Regions from separate parts of the Mus musculus genome. Here all the other regions are linked to region 2. Evidence: chromatin contacts called from public Hi-C, Micro-C and promoter capture Hi-C data. All regions are on one chromosome and are shown on one strand. The core of a region is the stretch at or near the end of the contact, and the rest is flanking DNA. Distances in the headings are between cores, read along the strand shown. Region 1 has its middle 31 kb from the start of Gm10451. Region 2 has its middle 20 kb from the start of Esr2. Region 3 overlaps Sptb (spectrin beta, erythrocytic). Region 4 holds the start of Sgpp1 (sphingosine-1-phosphate phosphatase 1).

Region 1 (2,779 bases), core at 234-2,733, 280 kb before region 2:
GGCACACGCCTTTAATCCCAGCACTCGGGAGGCAGAGGCAGGCAGATTTCTGAGTTCGAGGCCAGCCTGGTCTACAGAGTGAGTTCCAGGACAGCCAGGGCTATACAGAGAAACCCTGTCTCAAAAAACAAAACAAAGCAAAACAAAACAAAACAAAGCTGGGCCGTGGTGGCGCACGCCTTTAATCCCAGCACTCAGGAGGCAGAGGCAGGTGGATTTCTGAGTTCGAGGCCAGCCTGGTCTACAAAGTGAGTTCCAGGACAGCCAGGGCTATGCAGAGAAACCCTGTCTCAAAACAAAACAAAACGAAGTCTTAGTCATTTACCTTTTACGATTTGGTCTGTGGTTGATCTGGACATGGTTTTTGCATTTGGAGTGATATAGGGAACATGCGAATACTTAGGAGATCAGTGTCATGTGTTGAAAGGACCATGTTTTTTCCCAGTGAATGACATAGGACCTCAGGCTTAAGGCAGGAGACTGCTTATGTGTGGGTCTATCTAGGGACATCTTATTTATCTGTGTTTTTGCTGACATCACATGTTTTCAATTGTGGTAGTTTAAAAACTGGTAATTTAGTTGGGTGTGGTGGCACATACATAATGTGAGCATTTCTCCTAGGCTCCGCCCAACAGTTACCTAGCAACAGCCAGGTAAGAGTCTGGCTTGCTATAAAAAGACTTTGGCCTCAATCTCTCTCTCTCTCTCTCTCTCTCTCTCTCTCTCTCTCTCTCTCTCTCTCTCTCCTCCCTCTCTCTCCCCATGTGTTTCTGGCCCTGACTTTTCCCTTCCTTCTCTCCCTTTCTGTCCCCTCCTCTTTCTCTGCCTCTACTCCCTTTTCAGCCCCGCTGAGAGAGAGAGAGAGGGGGAGAGAGAGAGAGAGAGAGAGAGGCTGGGGTGGGGTGAGGGTGGGAGACAAACAGTCCTTTTAAAGCACCTTTTAAAGCAAGCCAGGCTCCCACCTGGCTGTTGCTAGGTAACTGTTGGGCGGAGCCTAGAAGAAATGCTAACACATATAATCCTAGCATTCCTGAGAGAGTCTGGGGCAAGAGGATTAAGAGTTAGGGGCCAGCCTGGGCTATATAATAAGATACCTGTCGATCATGCTCCAGGGATGGTACCACACCCAGGAGTATATGGACAGACAGCACAAATTAGACTCAGTGGGTTGTTTTTAAAAAAGGACCTGGAGATAGGAGAGTGGGGAGACAGGAAATGGATCTGGGAGAGTTAAGGTAGATATGATCAAAATGCATTGTGTGAAATTCTCAAAGAATTAATAAACATATCCTTTAAAAGAGGGCCTGTGCCTTTCCCTGCCGTCTCACAATACTGCAAAGAGCAGTAAAGTTCACCAGGTCCAGAATCAGTGCCCATTCCTCCAGCCTACTTTAATCTGAAAATACTGCATTGAAAGTCAAACTGAAGAACTGTGGTGCCGTCTGTATAGTCGACTATTACTCTGCGGCAATATAAATGAGTTGTAAAGACATGGAGGAAGTAGGTGTGGTGGCTCATGCTGAGGCAGGAGCATGACTGAAGGGCAGCCTAGACTCAATAACAAAACTCAGTCTACACATAATAAGATAGGTCGTTAAGGATGAGAGAGAAATGAGTCCAAGCACAAAGGGTTTCAGGCAAGGAAAGTTCCCGCTTGTTTGCTTTCATTGTTTTTTCCCCCTTTGTTTGTTTTTCCCCTTTCTTTGTTTTCTGTGTTGTTATGTTGCTTGTTTTGACAGAGTCTCCAGTAACTCAGGCTGGCCTCAAACTTGATATGTAGTCAAGGCTGGCCTTGAACTCCTGACCTCCTTCCTGCCTCTACTCCCAAGTGCTGAGATTCTAGGTGTACACTACCACACCAGTCTTCAAACTATTCTGTCATGGTGTTGTTATGTTGGACACGTGTGCTGTAAATTTGTCAAATCCTATATAACATCAATGTAGCCAGCAGATGGCTCAGTGAGTTAAGGCACTTGCCACCAAACCTGATAACCTGAGTCCCTGGAACCCACGTGGGGGAAGGAGAGGACAGACTCCTGGAAGCTGTCCTCTGATCCTTCTGATCTCCACACTGGAGCTGTGAAACCCCCAAAGCCAATGTCACATAGACCTAGACAATGTCACAATCCATCAGACCCTGCCACCACCACCACCAGCCCCACCCCCCTGCCCTCATGTTTGGAACGATACAGTTCACATCTTTTGCTCTTGTAGTGTTTCTGTCTAGGTTTTATTTAATTTCTGCTGCCAAACACCAGTTATCTACTTCTTGTAGTGTTTCTGTCTAGTAGGTTTTATTTAATTTCTGCTGCCAAACACCAGTTATCTACTTCCTAGATTGAACTAATTTTCTTTTTTTGTTTTGTTTTGTCTTTTTGTTTGTTTGGTTTCTCTGTGTATCCTTGGCTGTCCTGGAACTCACTCTGTAGAGCAGGCTGGTCTCGAACTCAGAAATCCTCCTGCCTCTGCCTCTGCCTCTGCCTCTCAAGTGCTGGAATTAAAGGCGTGCACCACCGCGCCCGTCTCTTACAAAGCAGTGGCCAATAGGACCATGGTTCAGTCACTGAACTTAGATGGCCCGCCTGGAGTACAGCTGAGCTCTGATTAGCTGAGTTTGAGGGCGAGTCTCAGCCTGTCTGTAACGCCCAATCATGAACATGCAAAATACTGCCAGCTGCTTGGGTATGGCCAGACTGCTCCTGCTTTCTGTTTTACACAGACCCTGATTATATTTGGGTAGATGCCTGCAGTGTTTGTTTCAATGACTTCCAGAGTCAGA
Region 2 (2,700 bases), core at 152-2,651:
GGGAATCTTAACTCTTTGTTATTATTCTGTGCCTTCCACAAGCACTAAAAAAACAAAAACAAAAACAAAAACAAAAAAACAAACAAACCAAAAAACCAAAAAACAAAACCAAAAAAAAAACCCCAAAACAAACAAACAAACAAACTTGACTCTTAATGCTTAAATAAACACCGGGAAATTACAAAAAGGATTTCTTGCTGCTGCTCCTTTCTCGGGCAAGTCAGCTAGAAGCCTCTGAGAGGCTCAGAGCTCGTTAACACTTTTTGAACCAGAAAGAAAAGAAAAGAAAAAAGAAAAAAGGAAAGGAAAGGAAAGGAAAGGAAAGGAAAGGAAAGGAAAGGAAAGGAAAGAAAAGAGAAAAGGGAAAGAAGTCACTCACACAGAGAACACACACACACACACACACACACACACACACACACTTTGGGTGAAGTGGAAAACAGCTACACCACCTTTCTTTATTGCTATCAGCCTTTTTATAGCGTTTTAGACAAAAAGTTCTCTATGTAAGAAAGAATTACTTTATAGATAAAATGTTCCATAAAAAGGGAGTTTCAGAAAGGTATGAAGAACAAGTTCAAAGCAGTGTTTCCTTCTCTAAGCTCATTCTAAGTTCCAACAACAGGTTTTACATGGGCTTGCCTTATCGTGTGCACACCTGTGGCTTCATCCTTGGAACTGAAGGTTTCCTTGAACACAAAGTTGTCCCAAGCCTATATCTTTCTTTAGTGTAATTATGAAAGCTCACTGCATATCGTCTTATGCAGCATTTACTGACTAACCTGAGAGAAAAGTCCATTGCCCCGACCCCCACCCCCGAATAAATGGCTGGGGCATCCATCTAAGGCTGCAGCAGTGTGTGGATTGTTGACTCTGTATGAGGCGACTACAGAGAGCTCCAGAGAGGCTCCGTCCTCAAGCCCCAGGCAGACAGCTACAGCCAGGGGCAGCACCCCAGCCCAGAGCTGGGACTTGGGCAGCGCCAGGGTCGGATTCACTCAGCCTAGAGATGGACAGGGGACCCTGGAGTGCAACTGCCTGTACGGTAGTTTTTTTGTTTTTTGTTTTTGTTTTGTTTTGTTTTGTTTTGTTTTGTTTTGTTTTGTTTTGTTTTGTTTTGCAGAGACAGTGAGCTGATGTGGGTATCTATGCCCAAAGGAGCCTTTCTGTGTTCGCTTCCCCACATCCTCCTTGTCTACACAGGACACAGGACAGCCAGACCAGGTCTCCTGACTGCTTGCGCTGCAGGCTGCCTGAGATCAGTACACATGCTGCCAGCTACAACCCAAACAAAAGACAGAAAGCTGGCTCCAAAGCACAGAAGCCTTAGGTCTTTCCACAGTCAGCCCTTCCTCGCGAATAAAAGAATCACAGAGGACTGCAGTGTCCCGAATCAAACAGCAGAGGGAGACAGAGGTACAAAAAGCTCTGGATCATTGCTGAACGAACAGCTTGCTTCAAGGCTGGAGCTGCTTAGAATCTTAACATTATCTCAAGATAATAAATGTGACTTGGATCTCTGAGTTCTAATGATGGGGTTGTGGGCAGCTTCAATTACTCTGACAAAACACTTTCTGTAATTACAGGATCTTGTGGTACCAGAAGCACCTGAGCTAGAAGGCACAGCCCTGAGACATTGTATTCTGCTTCTGTTCTTTGGCGGTCATCGTAGGAGTCGTTAGGTTTTACAGCCAGGGGTTTCCCAAAATTCTCCTCCTTCACTGTCCGCTGGCCTTCAACTCTAAGTGTTCCCTTCCACATGGAGGGACCCTACCCAATGTCCTTGCCTGCGGGTCAGAAAACTCAAATGGCCATCTAGGCTAAGGCCACCTTCCTGCTCAGAATTTGCTTTCGGGTTGCTACAAAACTTGAGGTCCTGAAGATCCCAACAGTGCGGCAAAGCCAGTTTTACCCGACTTGAGCCTGCGCAGGCGGACTGCTCTTGTGTCCATCGAAGACCTGGCAACAAAACGTGCCTGGATTCCAGCCAATCAGGGTGTGGGGGTGGTGTCAGGGCGCTGCCCGGGCGGGGTGTTGGGCGGGGCAGAGTTGCGTGCCTGTTGGTCTCTGTCGCAGCAGGCAGGTGATTTCCCTGTCTTGGCTCCTGGCGGCTTCGCATTTTCTCTCAGATCAGCCAGACTGGGGTCTGACTCTAAATGCTGGGAAGTTTTCCAGAACCTTGCAGTGCTGGCTACAACTCTGCATGTGCTCCGTGTGCAAGGTTCCCCTAAGCTGTACGTGTACTCAGCTCTGCAAGCTGGCTTTAAACTCACAGAGATTGTTTTCCTTCCAAGGGCTGGCATTACAGGCTGTGCCACCATGCGCAGCTTATTACTTTTAAAAAATTCTTATTTTTATTTTACGTGTATATGTGAGTGTCTATATATTTGTGAGTGTTCCGTGTTGTGTGCCTGGTGCCTGTGGAGGCCAGAAAGTGTTGAGTCCCCTGGACCTGGACTTACAAGCAGCTGGGAACTGCTATGTGGGTGCTGGGAACTGAACCCTTGTCTTCTGCAGGAGCAGCCAGTGCTCACAACCTCTGAGCCATCTAGTATGTAGCCTAGGATGGCCTGGGAATTGGCTATGTAGACCAACTGGCCTCTAACTCACAGAGATCCGTGTACCTCTACCTCACCAGCTGTGCGTGTGTTTATCTTAAGTCATTTATTTACTCTATGTGTATATGTGGGTGCCTGCGTG
Region 3 (2,752 bases), core at 87-2,586, 400 kb before region 2:
TGCTCTGTGCTCCCAGTGTGGGGAAAGCCAGGGAAAGCCAGGCCTTACAGAGAGGCACCTGTCGCTAAAGAGAGGTTGTGTCTTCTTTAGGCCTCAAGAGGAGGAAGGCGAGACAGCTGGCGAGGCCCCCCAGGTCCACCATGCGGCCACAGAGAGAACATCTCCGGTCAGTTTCATGTCCCGCTTGTCTAGTTCCTGGGAGTCGCTGCTGCCAGAGCCCGCTCACCCCTTCTAGACTCAGCCAGGGCAGAAGGAAGGCCAGGACGAGGACAGGGTGTGCTTCCTGGTCCCCACCCTCATCCTGCCCACATGTCCCCTCTAGGAGCCTCCTTCAGATCCGTCTACTTTTATACTTAGATTTTAATTCTTAAATAACTCCTCTCCTTCCAACCCAGAAGCCAGCCCACCAACATGATTCTACAAGTTTGGTTTTCTCTAGTCTAATAAATTTTATGGGATAAAATCTGTCACCATCAGCACAGGGGAAACACTTTACTCAGAGTTGATTCCATTGGATACATGGTCTCTTTTCCCATTTTCCTTCAAACCCCGTCCTTAGCACAGTGTCCTCTTCCATACATGCTGGCACATACATGTACACACACACACACACACACACACACACACACCGACAGACTGCCTCATCCTGCTGAACCACCCACAGACATCTCATGCAGCGAGGGGTAGATAGCCCACCCATCTAGCAGATTTCTTTTCAGACAGAGCCCATCCCTCTATGGCTATAGGTCATAAAGTTTGACTAGGGAGATGGTTCTAAGGCAGGGTTAGGCTTGAGTCCTGCAAGTGGGAAGGAGATCAGGGCTTTTAGTACTGCAAGGAAGCCCCCAATTTGTAGAACAGGGGCTTAAGGAACAGTAGCTTCCAGAGGCCTGGGATGTACAGCCGTAGGACCGTACCCAGGGCAGGTTCTCTTGGGCCCTGAGAGTCTGTTCAGGGAGCCTGGACAGCTGCGACTCAGATTGGGGAAATGCTCTGGGAGTAGCCGGCTGAGAAGAACGCAATCTGCATGTGGTTTGCACCACTGCATGGATCCCTGCGGCATGTGGCTTTGGGTATCAGTAGCAACAGATAACTTCATGTACTCCCTCTCTCAGAGCCCAGATGAGTGTGGTGTAACGTGAGTAGGGATTGAGAAAGATTAGCATCCTTGGTGGGAATTTCTACTACAATAGCTACCCCTAGAAAGACGCACATATCTTCCTGTGCAGAATCCCTGCGCACACACACACACACACACACACACACACACACACACACACCTCAGTTTCTTTGGTGCCCTTTTCTGAGCTGCACCGACCCATCATGCTCAGCAGAGGGCACTGTTGGGCTCTGCTGGAAGACCTCTCTCTGAAGATCCTGCTGCCGTTCCCATCCCGCCTGTGGTAGACTGTCTTGCAGCTCCCTTTCCCCAGCACCAACTCCCCTGACCCCATCCCTCAGCCCACTCCCACCAGAGGGAGAGAGAACTCCTGGGGCTACAGACTGTGAACAGGGCTGGACCTGCCCCTGCCCCTGCCTCCTGCCTCCTGCCTCCACCCGCGCTTCTGCCCTGCATCCCTGTGTGTCTGCATGCCGTGGTGTCCCCGGTGTGCAGGCTTCATGACCACCTGAGCATCTCGACACCATTGTCTGTCGTGTACGTGTACGTTTGTGCAAATGTAACTACATGTGCACCTGAGCCACCTCCATCTGACACTTGAATATCACTGGGTTGGGAGGAATAAAATTTGCTTAAATCTGAGTGTTTCTCTGGGGGAGGAATGAGCCCCTGTGGGGGAATCTCTGCTGAGGAACCAGCCACTCACCAGATTGGAAATGCAACCCATATCTGTACCAGAAAGCAACCAGATGGCTAATCAAATGAACACCAGGCCCAGGGCTTCTTGGAGACAGCCTTCTTCCTGCTGCAGCGCCTTCCCAAGCCTTAAAGATGCAGGAGGGAGGACATAACTCCAAATCATCTTTGATATGAGAAAGAGGATGGAGCCCATGCAGACAGAAAGCCCAACCTCCTTTCAGAGAGGTCCTCCCCAGCTCACTACAGCCCCCCTTCACTGCCCTTAACCTCTGGCCCATCACAGGAAGGTTCAGTTGTATGCTGTGCCTTCTCATGAATGGGCCTGGGGTGCCATGGCTCTCCTGCTGGTCCTATCTGTGCAGTCTGGTGTCGGGTCCTGTAGTTTAGATACATGCCACATTGCTTCGTGTAAAAGCCCTTACTAATGCATGTCGCTTCCTGCTGGAGTTACGAATGGGAGTGGAACACCACGTACCCCTTGCCCTGCCTGGATAGTGCCTGGATAGGTGGCACCCTGCGGGCCTTGATCCAGCCTTCCCTTTCCTGTGTGTGTACATGCAATGACTGAGCTGCCAAACCATCACTGTGCACTGCCACTACTGCCCCTCGCCTCTGCATGTTAGAATGCATTCTGGTAAAAGCCGGACCCTTCCCACAGGTAAGTGTGAGGCCAAGCCAGAGACACAAGGTATCACAAGAAGCAAGACTCGGGATGAAGTCAGAATGTCTGGGGTCTGGTCTTTGGTTCTGGTTAACCTGTGTGGGTTTGGAATCCTCTCCCCGTCCCCAAGCCTCTTGCCTTATAAAGGTCTTTTTGTAAGGTTACAGAAAGTCCACAGTCCCACGAGTCAGCGACGTAGCCTTCCAAGGGGGAGACTGAGAGGATGGCTTTCCTATTTTCCTTCCATCTGCTCCTAACTCTGAGATTCCGGA
Region 4 (2,700 bases), core at 13-2,512, 460 kb after region 2:
GTATTCCTTTTCTCATGCTTGTCTGCTTTCCTAGGCTGTAAACGCTTTTACTTATTTTGATACAGTATCTTGTTATGAAGCCCCAGCTGTCCTCAAACTCCAAATCTTCCCATGTCAGCCTCCAAGCGCTGGGATTCGTCTGTGCTCCCTCAACCTTTCCAACCTCAGCAATTCCAGGGCCAGGGACTCGAGGCAATCCTCTTTATGACTGCAGCAAGTGGAATAGGAGGAGCTGGGAAGCAATCTTTCTTGGGAAATGAAACTATTTCTCATGGCTTACCAGCATGGAGCATTTTCCAGCCTCTTTCTTGGAAGTAGTTCAGTCTTTAATTATAGACATTCGTTTGCCTTGACTGAAAATAACTTCCTGGAATTAAAACTTTGAAATCTTTTAATAAAATCGGATCCATCTAGAAGTTAAAGTCAAGTTTGTGACTTGCAAGACAATCCTGTTAAGATTCTAGTTCAGCCTATCAGATTCCAAGTTCAAACCTGGCATGGTGCCCCAGTAACCCCGAGTCTTGGGGGGCTTCACCAGAAGGATCAACAGTTCAGGGCTAGCCTTAACTACATAGCAAGGCTGAGGCCAATCTCGGCTAAATGATATACCCTGGTTCAAAAACAAAAACAAAACAAAACAAACAACAACAACAAAACAAAAACAAAAACAAAAAAACAAACAAACAAAAAAACAAACCCGAAACTCACAAAAAGAAAACGATAAAAGACAAAACAAAAAATACCCTCAGAATTCTCCACGCTACATTCTCCCACTAACTATGTGTTCTGAGCAATCTTGCTAAGTGCTAGAATTTATTAAGGAAATTTTACACCTAAATTCGCTTAAGAGACGTATGTGATGAGTGACAGTCAGATTTTACTTGGTAGGTGACTGGCTTTTCCTTTGCAGACCACAGCTGTGTCAGCGATCACATACCCAGGCTCTGTCCTGGATTATCTACGGTTTTCTAATCTTGCCACCGCTGGTCAATTGGCACGTGGCTTTCCGGACATCAACCATCCGAGACAGCTCTGAAATTAGTTGCTAATTAATGGCGTGAGTCGGACGATTCCGGTTTCGCGGCGGTTACTTTGCCTCCATTCATCACGCCCCAATTGATTCCAGGCTAATAAAAGCCGCGGGCAGCTCCTGGGTCACCAGCCCTGCCTAGACCCGCACTGTTCTTCGCACAGCAACCAGGAGCACCGGGAGGCGGGGCTTCGGCGACAGCTCCGGGCTGCGCGCGCGGCGCGGGCCTCCGTGAGCGCGCCAGGGGAGGGGCGCGCGGGGCGCAGGGCGCGCGCGGCGGCCGCTGCGGCCTGTTGGCGCGGTCGCCGGCAGCCTCGAGCGAGTCGAGCTAGGCACCGTGGCGGCTGTGGCTGGCGAGGAGCGCGTGGCCGGATCAATTCCCGAGTGGCCCGCGACCATGTCCCTGGGGCAGCGGCTGGCTCTGCTGGCCAGCCGTCTGCAGGAGCCGCAGCGGGTGGCGAGCTTCCAGCGTCTGTGTGGGGTGGAGGTGCCGCTCAGCAGCCCGGCGGCGGACGAGGATGCAGAGACCGAGGTTCGCGGAGCCCCGGGAGAACCCCGGCGACGGGGACGGCAGCCGGGCGCTGAGGACAGCCCCGCCAAGGCGGACTGCTGCGGTGCCCCGAACGGCGTGCGCAACGGGCTGGCGGCCGAGCCGGGCCCGACCGGGCCCCGCCGCGCGGGCTCGCAGCGCCGCAACTCGTTGACGGGCGAGGAGGGCGAGCTGGTCAAAGTGAGCAACTTGCCGCTCTACTACCTGTTCTGCTTAGGCACGGAACTGGGCAACGAGCTCTTCTACATCTTATTCTTCCCCTTCTGGATCTGGAATCTCGACCCCTTTGTGGGCCGGAGGCTGGTGATCATCTGGGTGCTGGTCATGTACCTGGGCCAGTGCACCAAGGACATCATCCGCTGGCCACGGCCGGCCTCGCCGCCTGTCATCAAGCTGGAGGTCTTCTACAACTCGGAATACAGCATGCCCTCCACGCATGCCATGTCAGGCACCGCCATCCCCATCGCCATGTTCCTGCTCACCTATGGCCGCTGGCAGGTACGCTGTGCCCCTCAGCTCCACGGTCGAGTTTCCAGTGCTTTCTGAACTTTCTTTTTCCCCTTTTTTTAAAAATTTGCCTCTTCCCGTCCAAAACCCCAACCCACAGGTTCTCACAGTACCCACGCAGGTCCTGTCAGAGTTCTAGAAAATTAACTGATGACGGTTCTTAAACACTAAACTGTATTTTAATACAGTTGGGTATAGTTTCTTAGACCCCCACCCCCCAAGGAAACACTTTTCGTGCATTGAATCCTTGAGCTTAGACTGAGTTTTTAAACTTAGTTCGTCTGATGCACAGTGGTGATTCAGTGTACTTAAAATGAAACACTTGGTAACTGAGACCCGGTTTCACTGCAATACATGGTGTTTACAATGTAAAATTAAAGAGTGTTTTCAAAACAGTAGTATAATTTCGGCACAGGCACATTCCAAGCACTAAAGTAATGACAGTTAAGAAAAAAAGCCGAAAGGTAAAGGAACAGAATCTAGATGAGTTCGTCGTAAAGGATTGACTGCAGGTCTGTTAAGACACTTCACTTCTGTCTCTGGTCTGGAGAACCAGTTGTTAGTTGCTACACTGTTACTATGGCGGTAACTGTAACCCTGCAGTTATAGGCTT

What was found. Promoter capture Hi-C pulls out the DNA fragments that hold promoters and counts their contacts. A called contact is a pair of places that touch in the nucleus more often than the background predicts.
Region 1: a Micro-C map of embryonic stem cells shows a contact between it and region 2, with 7 times the contacts expected there. The contact joins two enhancer-like sites. A contact is called at or near these places in 3 of 39 promoter capture datasets (liver and pre-B cells) and 27 of 484 Hi-C or Micro-C datasets (the G1E-ER4 cell line, the N1E-115 cell line, cardiomyocytes and 11 more).
Region 3: a contact with region 2 is called in a Hi-C map of the N1E-115 cell line, with 2.9 times the contacts expected there. The contact joins two enhancer-like sites. A contact is called at or near these places in 1 of 39 promoter capture datasets (pre-B cells), 1 of 15 datasets of contacts at CTCF or cohesin (the NIH/3T3 cell line), 2 of 484 Hi-C or Micro-C datasets (the G1E-ER4 cell line and the N1E-115 cell line) and 1 of 115 datasets of contacts at active chromatin or transcription factors (bone marrow-derived macrophages).
Region 4: a contact with region 2 is called in a promoter capture Hi-C map of embryonic stem cells, with 9 read pairs. The contact joins the promoter of Sgpp1 here to the enhancer-like site in region 2. A contact is called at or near these places in 2 of 39 promoter capture datasets (embryonic stem cells and hippocampal neurons), 6 of 115 datasets of contacts at active chromatin or transcription factors (astrocytes, embryonic forebrain, embryonic stem cells and 3 more) and 2 of 9 other capture datasets (adipose tissue and embryonic stem cells).

The regions. Positions count from the first base shown.
Region 1 is chr12:76,474,200-76,476,978 of GRCm38.p6, reverse strand. No RefSeq gene overlaps it. Among named protein-coding and RNA genes, the nearest start is that of Gm10451, 31 kb to the right of the region's middle. Within about 2 kb of position 1,483, at least 29 of the 459 cell types and tissues checked have an H3K27ac peak or open chromatin away from gene starts, as enhancers often do. A contact at or near this core is called in embryonic stem cells, where this site is marked.
Region 2 is chr12:76,195,507-76,198,206 of GRCm38.p6, reverse strand. No RefSeq gene overlaps it. Among named protein-coding and RNA genes, the nearest start is that of Esr2, 20 kb to the right of the region's middle. Within about 2 kb of position 1,401, at least 232 of the 459 cell types and tissues checked have an H3K27ac peak or open chromatin away from gene starts, as enhancers often do. A contact at or near this core is called in the N1E-115 cell line, adipose tissue, bone marrow-derived macrophages and 2 more, where this site is marked.
Region 3 is chr12:76,595,140-76,597,891 of GRCm38.p6, reverse strand. It overlaps Sptb (spectrin beta, erythrocytic), which reads left to right. Exons shown (of 36, transcript NM_013675.3): 32 at 91-166. Among named protein-coding and RNA genes, the nearest start is that of AI463170, 49 kb to the right of the region's middle. Within about 2 kb of position 1,336, at least 27 of the 459 cell types and tissues checked have an H3K27ac peak or open chromatin away from gene starts, as enhancers often do. A contact at or near this core is called in the N1E-115 cell line and bone marrow-derived macrophages, where this site is marked.
Region 4 is chr12:75,734,291-75,736,990 of GRCm38.p6, reverse strand. Sgpp1 (sphingosine-1-phosphate phosphatase 1) reads left to right here and starts at 1,262. Exons shown (of 3, transcript NM_030750.3): 1 at 1,262-2,078. The coding sequence starts at 1,428.